2 separate regions of the Ovis aries genome follow, and region 2 is linked to region 1. A link is a contact called in public Hi-C data. All regions are on one chromosome and are shown on one strand. The core of a region is the stretch at or near the end of the contact, and the rest is flanking DNA. Distances in the headings are between cores, read along the strand shown.

Region 1 (2,763 bases), core at 255-2,754:
TGGAAAATCCCATGGATGGAGGAGCCTGGTAGGCTACAGTCCATGGGGTCCCAAAGAGTCAGACACGACTAAGCGACTTCACTTCAGAGCTCAAACCAGCACGCTGTGACAACCTAGAGGGATGGGATGGGGTAGGAGGGGGCCAGGAGATTCAAGAGGGAGGGGACATATGTGTACCTATGGCTGATTCACGTCGATATTTGGCAGAAACCAACACAATACTATAAATTATCTTTCAATTAAAAATAAATAAATTTTAATAAAACTGTCTCCATTCAAACAGTCTCCTAGGACATCAAACGCCAAGGCACAGCCTCTGACTCCTGGTGTGGCCACACCCTCTTTACCATACCGGCATCCACACACTCCAGAAATGGCTTCCATGAAGGGATTCAAAGGACCCCTCTAGACCTGAATCTCAGAGGCAAGAATCCATCCAGAGTGGGTGAATCCCCACATAAGACTCTCCATTTCCATGGAGCGGTCCTGAGAACAAAGCCTGCAGGTCACAGACCAGTGTGGCTGGGGTCCATCAACCCCAGAGTCGGCTGGGCGGTAGGAGAACATGAGAGCTGGACACACTTTCATCAAAGCTCACCCTTCTACCTTGTGAATAAGAAAGAGCTGTGCCCGCAGCACCCACATGTTAAAGCTCAATAACTGAAACCTCCTCCATCAGAAGGAGGGGTGCTCAGAAAGAAATAATAAAAGCCCCCCTTTTGGTAGTTCAAAGGGGGCTAACGAGATGTCTCTGAGGGGACTGACTTCCATGTGGGCTTCAGACACCATCTAGCACCAGGCTGACAGTAAGAGAAAGAGACCCTCCTTCCTGGAGCCACAGTCCAGGTTGGCCACAGGGTCAAGCACAGGGTGTCACAGAACCCACGAAGAGGTCCAAGGTGCTGGGGAGGTGCAGGGGGCGGGGCATCACAGAAGGCTTCCAGGAGGAGGTAAGGCCAGTCCTGGGCGCTGCAGAAGCAAAGGGCCTTGCAGAGAGAGGCGTGAGAAGCAGAGAGGCGGGCGCCAGGTCTGCAGGGGTGGTCAGGAGAGGAGAGGAGCAGAGGGTTGCCCACTGACAGCCCCGGGTCACTACAAGAACAGCAGTCAAGCTGATACAGGGGGCAGAGGCAGGTGGCAGGTATGGGCCTCGAGGTAGCCTGAACTTCACTGTGAGCCAGGTAACTGGGCATTTCTGCCTGGACCATTTGGATCGACCAGCTGATATTCATCTCCCCACTTGACTGTAGGCAGGAGCCCAGCCAAGCTCTGCTTGGTGTTCCTGGACCTCACATGGGGCTCGCCAGAAACATCTGAGTGAAAGACAAGTGTTCTAGCACAGTTGTGGGGCCTGCCTTAGCACACACGGTCCTCAGGGATCCTGAGCTACGCCTCACGTGAGCCCCGTCTGGAGGGGTTACCTCTTGCCTCAGTCCTCTCAGGCCCCTGGACTCCTTTGGGTCCAAGGTCATTTCAAAAAGGAAAGAGAAACCATGTCCTTCCCAGATTACATGCCATCTTACCAAAACCTGCCACCAGATGGTGCTAAGGGGCTTTCACAAAAAATGACGTCTGGGCAACACACTCGCAAAAATCTGCATGTTTTCACTTCCTGTCACAAAAACTCATCTGACACAACTTAGAGAATTTAGAGAGCCTGTCCTTTCTCGGGCACCTGGAATAAGTACCATCTCATGCATGGCCCACGTGCAGGGGTCTCATGCGTGGTCCACGTTCAAAAGCAGGGGCCCCCAGCTCCAATCGTGGGTGCTGTTGCGGTCAACCTGCAGACCAGTGTTCTCAAAGCTGGCAGAGCCACCTGGGGGGCTTGTTGAAGGAGATGCTGGCCCCTCGCCAGAGTCCCTAATTCCACAGGTCTGGGGCAAGCCTGTGAATGCCCTAACCATAGGAAGAGCCAGCTGCCACAGCCCTGCTGGCCAAAGCCCTCAGGCTGCAAGGAGCGCTGCCCCACACCGTCCCCACCACATCCCCAGTCCCAGCCCTGGCCCCATTGAGGGGCTATGCTGACTGGTCTCCCTGGGAACATACAGCTTAGCTACTCCATCCGAAAGTCATGGCAACATTTCAAAATTAGCAAAAAGCCAGCTGTGAACATCTCATGAATCAGGCTGTGGAGGGCCCAGGCCGGGAACATGAGTGGCCCAGATGTAGAACATCCTGGCCCAGCATGGGACTCTCACCGCCCCCCTCCCCCGCCCAAATTAGTGACCTCCAAGTGCGGTTCCCGGGCTAGCAAGCAGCACCTGAACTTCAGAAAGGCAGGTTCTTGGGCCACAACCCGGACCTACTGAGTCAGAAACTCTGGGGTGGGTCCAGACATGTGTGTGTTTTAATTTGAGCTTATCAGGCAGACTTTTGGCCCCGGTGACCTTTACCCCTTAGCTTCTGCCCAAGACTCTGTGGTGTTAGTTGGCAAAGGGACTTTGCAGATGTAAGCAAGGTTCTTAAGCAGTTGAGCTTAAAAAATAGGGAGATTATTCTAGATTATTCCTGATCACATGAGCCCTCAAGAGCAGAAATCAAAGAGAGCAGATGCATGAGAAAGAGTCAATGTCCCTGAAGATGGAGAGTGGGCAGCATCTGGAATGACTACTGGTAGTAAAGAAACAGGATCCTTGTTCCTACAGGCACACAGAATTCCGCCAACATGACTGGGCTTGTGTGCACTTCTCCAAATGCTTAGTCACACACACAAATGTACACACACACATACGTACATACACACACACACATACACAGACATAC
Region 2 (2,866 bases), core at 225-2,724, 82 kb after region 1:
CTGAAGGGGAGCTGTCTTGTCATTTGTGGGGGTAAACTATTCTATGAACATGTGCAAATGGCCCTAAATAAATCTACACTCTAAAACTTTATTGGTGTGAAATTAACTTCTTACTGGCCAAATGCCTGTTTGGATGAGTTGGCTTGTTATAAACATTTTTGTTAAAGCTCATGATTTTTAATATTTAATAGTGCAGTTCACAAACCAGTAGAAGGCCACATGAAGAGAATTACTGCATCTTTGTTAACCCCAGCAGGTATTTACTTTTTTCTTGTTTGCTTAGAGATTTGGTCATAATCTGGTTGTAATTTTGGCCCAAATGTCTTTATTCCTTTGAGATAAATTGAATCATGGAAAGTAGTTCTCCTCACAACATGTAACAACACTGAAGTACTAACTTGGTGATTCTACTGGATGCATGGTGGAGACCGCCTTGAAGGGTGTAGGCTTCAAACCAGCGCTGGCCTTGCACTGTTGCAGCCCGTAGTTGGCAGAGGAAGCCGCTCCTGAGCCTGGGGCCGCTCACTCACAGGTCTGGTCAGGAGGCTGTTCTGAGAGAGGCCTCGCACCCTGGATTCAGGAGAGTGTGCACCATCTTGTAACAGCAAATTGTAAAGCAGATCTGGGCTCCAGCGTAACCCACTTTGTTAATGAAAACGGTGAGGGTGATGTATTGACAGACTGCGACTCTGTACTGTCTTTAGTTAATTATGTCTCCTTCAGAACTCTGTTGCTTCTGGTATAATAAAATATGGAAGAATGTTTTTTACTCTAGGGCCCGGGAGAACTTCTTCCTCTCCTAGAGTAGCTTGCAGCTGTACATGCAGTGGGGAGCAGGTATGATGGACAACACGGGAGGCCACGCTGAGCACCCCTAGAAGTGACTGTCCTTCACATCACAGGCATAACACTGAACAACCTAGATATGCACAAACAGTGGAATTTAGAAGTAGCAGTACTGGCTTTATGTAATAAAGGAAGCATTTGTAACTTCTCTCCTGTGTAATTATTCATGCGTGACTTGGGAATAAAGGATTTTGCCTTCCACATGTGTGGTTAGGTGGGGAGGCTTGGCTGTTTCAGACAATTACAGTTAAGATCACAGCTCCCTCCTCCTCTGATTGAATGAAAAGGTTGGTGTATATTTGGAAGCTGTTCTCTTATTCCAAATGTTTATCTAAATGCCAGGCTGTTAATCTCTTGTTTGGGAGCCAAAAAAAGGTTATGCTTTGATCAAAATACTTCTTTCCAGATTGTCTAGAAAACAGTGCTAGCTACTGGTTACATACAGGCTGCTTGTCATTCTTTCATCCTGAATTTCTCTGCTGCAGAGCAGTGCTCTCAATATTGACAGGCGCCCAAGAAACACTGCAGGCCCCAGACAGCCCTGGTGAAGAGTCAGCCTTGCAGGCAGAGCCAGGAGGTTCAGGAGGAGACCGTCTTCTCGGTGGTTTCACCTTGTGACGTGTGGAGCCACTGGTATGAGCACCTGCCTCCGTGCAGGTGTGTGTGTGGGGTGCTGTGGGGAAGGTTTCGCGCAGTGCCCAGGGGTGTGACATGTAAATAGCTCCCGGCGCTCAGCTCCAGAAATTGGGAAATGCTAACAGCCACTTATCTTTCTGCCGGGGAGCTTCTGGATTCCTGAGGTTGGGGCCCTAGATTCTCGCTCACCAACACTACAGGTAACTCTGTTGCAAAATGAGAGCCTTAGACCTCAGCTGACCCTGGTGAGGAATAAAACTGCAGGTTTTCTCTGCTTCCAGCACGTATTACACTTTTACAGGTGTTCACACATTGCTGAAGAGTGGGTGGAAAGCTGACTCAGGGTTCATTGAATGACTGCTCTTCTGCCCCGAGGAAGCGGCAGCAGATACCACCACTGACGTTTAGAGCTAACAGACATTTAGAGCTGGGCTGTGAAGTTAGTTATTCTGAGAATATTAATCTCGGAGAAAACCATGAACACGGTGAACCATGAACACGGAAAGATGGGCCTTGGTCGAGTGGGTTCCTTTCCTGGAGCCCTTCACCCCTTAGAGTACGCCTGGTCCACGCGCACGTGTGGCTTCCGTTCTTTACCAGCTTGTCCTTGGACTCAGAGCCTGAATGGGCCTGAGGACAGACGTTGATTTGTCACGATTTGGGGTATTTTCAAAACGTGGAAGCCACCTCCAGACCAAGTTCCAGCTGGGCTGGGGCTGGAAGGTCACTACATGGTTGGGGAGGGGCATTGGAAGGGGACTTACTGAGCCAGTGCCTCAGCCAGTCCAGGAAGGTAACTTGTCCAAGCTCACACAGCACTCGGGTCTCTTCCCGCCCGCCCCTCCCGCCCCCCAAGCTACTCCCATCACACTCCTGGTGAGTTATTTGTGAAATCTGGAATTCTGAGTTAGATTTTGTTCCATTTGAGGCAGGAAGGAAAACAACTCTTCTTTTGGGCTCTGAGTCCTGTTAGGCATTTGTGGAGAGTGTCTGGTGGTTTTACTGCCTGAAGGCCAGGCATCCCAGGGGTTGTGCGTTTTACTGACCACCCCCCCCCCCCCATGCAAGTGACCAGAGGTGATCCAAAAAACTGCAATGGGGCTTCCAGATCTAGAGGGGCTGCTAATGGGCGGTGAGACCCTGAGCTTCAGGTCAACCCTGGGAATCTTTGAACGCAGATGTTTTCAGAGCTTCCAGCTCTCCTGTCACCTGGGGTCCGGGGTAGGTGGCTGCCTCTCCATGCCCCCATCTACCCCCGCCTCCCCCATCTTCCTGGGCCTGAGGGTGGACCTGGCCCCTGGACAGCAAGGTCCACAGGCTCCCCCTGCTGGCCGGGAGCTGCCGCTGCCAGGCCTCTGGCTGCTGGGCCCTTGGGCCGAGGCCC

What was found. Hi-C and Micro-C count contacts between places; a contact is called where the count stands out from the background.
Region 2: a Hi-C map of liver shows a contact between it and region 1, with 2.1 times the contacts expected there. The contact joins two enhancer-like sites. A contact is called at or near these places in 6 of 16 Hi-C or Micro-C datasets (hypothalamus, liver, muscle and 3 more).

What each region holds. Positions count from the first base shown.
Region 1 is chr13:37,488,302-37,491,064 of ARS-UI_Ramb_v3.0, forward strand. The region is part of intron 5 of BFSP1 (beaded filament structural protein 1); the gene reads right to left. Among named protein-coding and RNA genes, the nearest start is that of BFSP1, 24 kb to the right of the region's middle. Within about 2 kb of position 1,505, at least 14 of the 54 cell types and tissues checked have an H3K27ac peak or open chromatin away from gene starts, as enhancers often do. A contact at or near this core is called in liver, where this site is marked.
Region 2 is chr13:37,570,732-37,573,597 of ARS-UI_Ramb_v3.0, forward strand. It overlaps DSTN (destrin, actin depolymerizing factor), which reads left to right. Exons shown (of 4, transcript XM_015099645.3): 4 at 1-994. Among named protein-coding and RNA genes, the nearest start is that of DSTN, 26 kb to the left of the region's middle. Within about 2 kb of position 1,475, at least 22 of the 54 cell types and tissues checked have an H3K27ac peak or open chromatin away from gene starts, as enhancers often do. A contact at or near this core is called in liver, where this site is marked.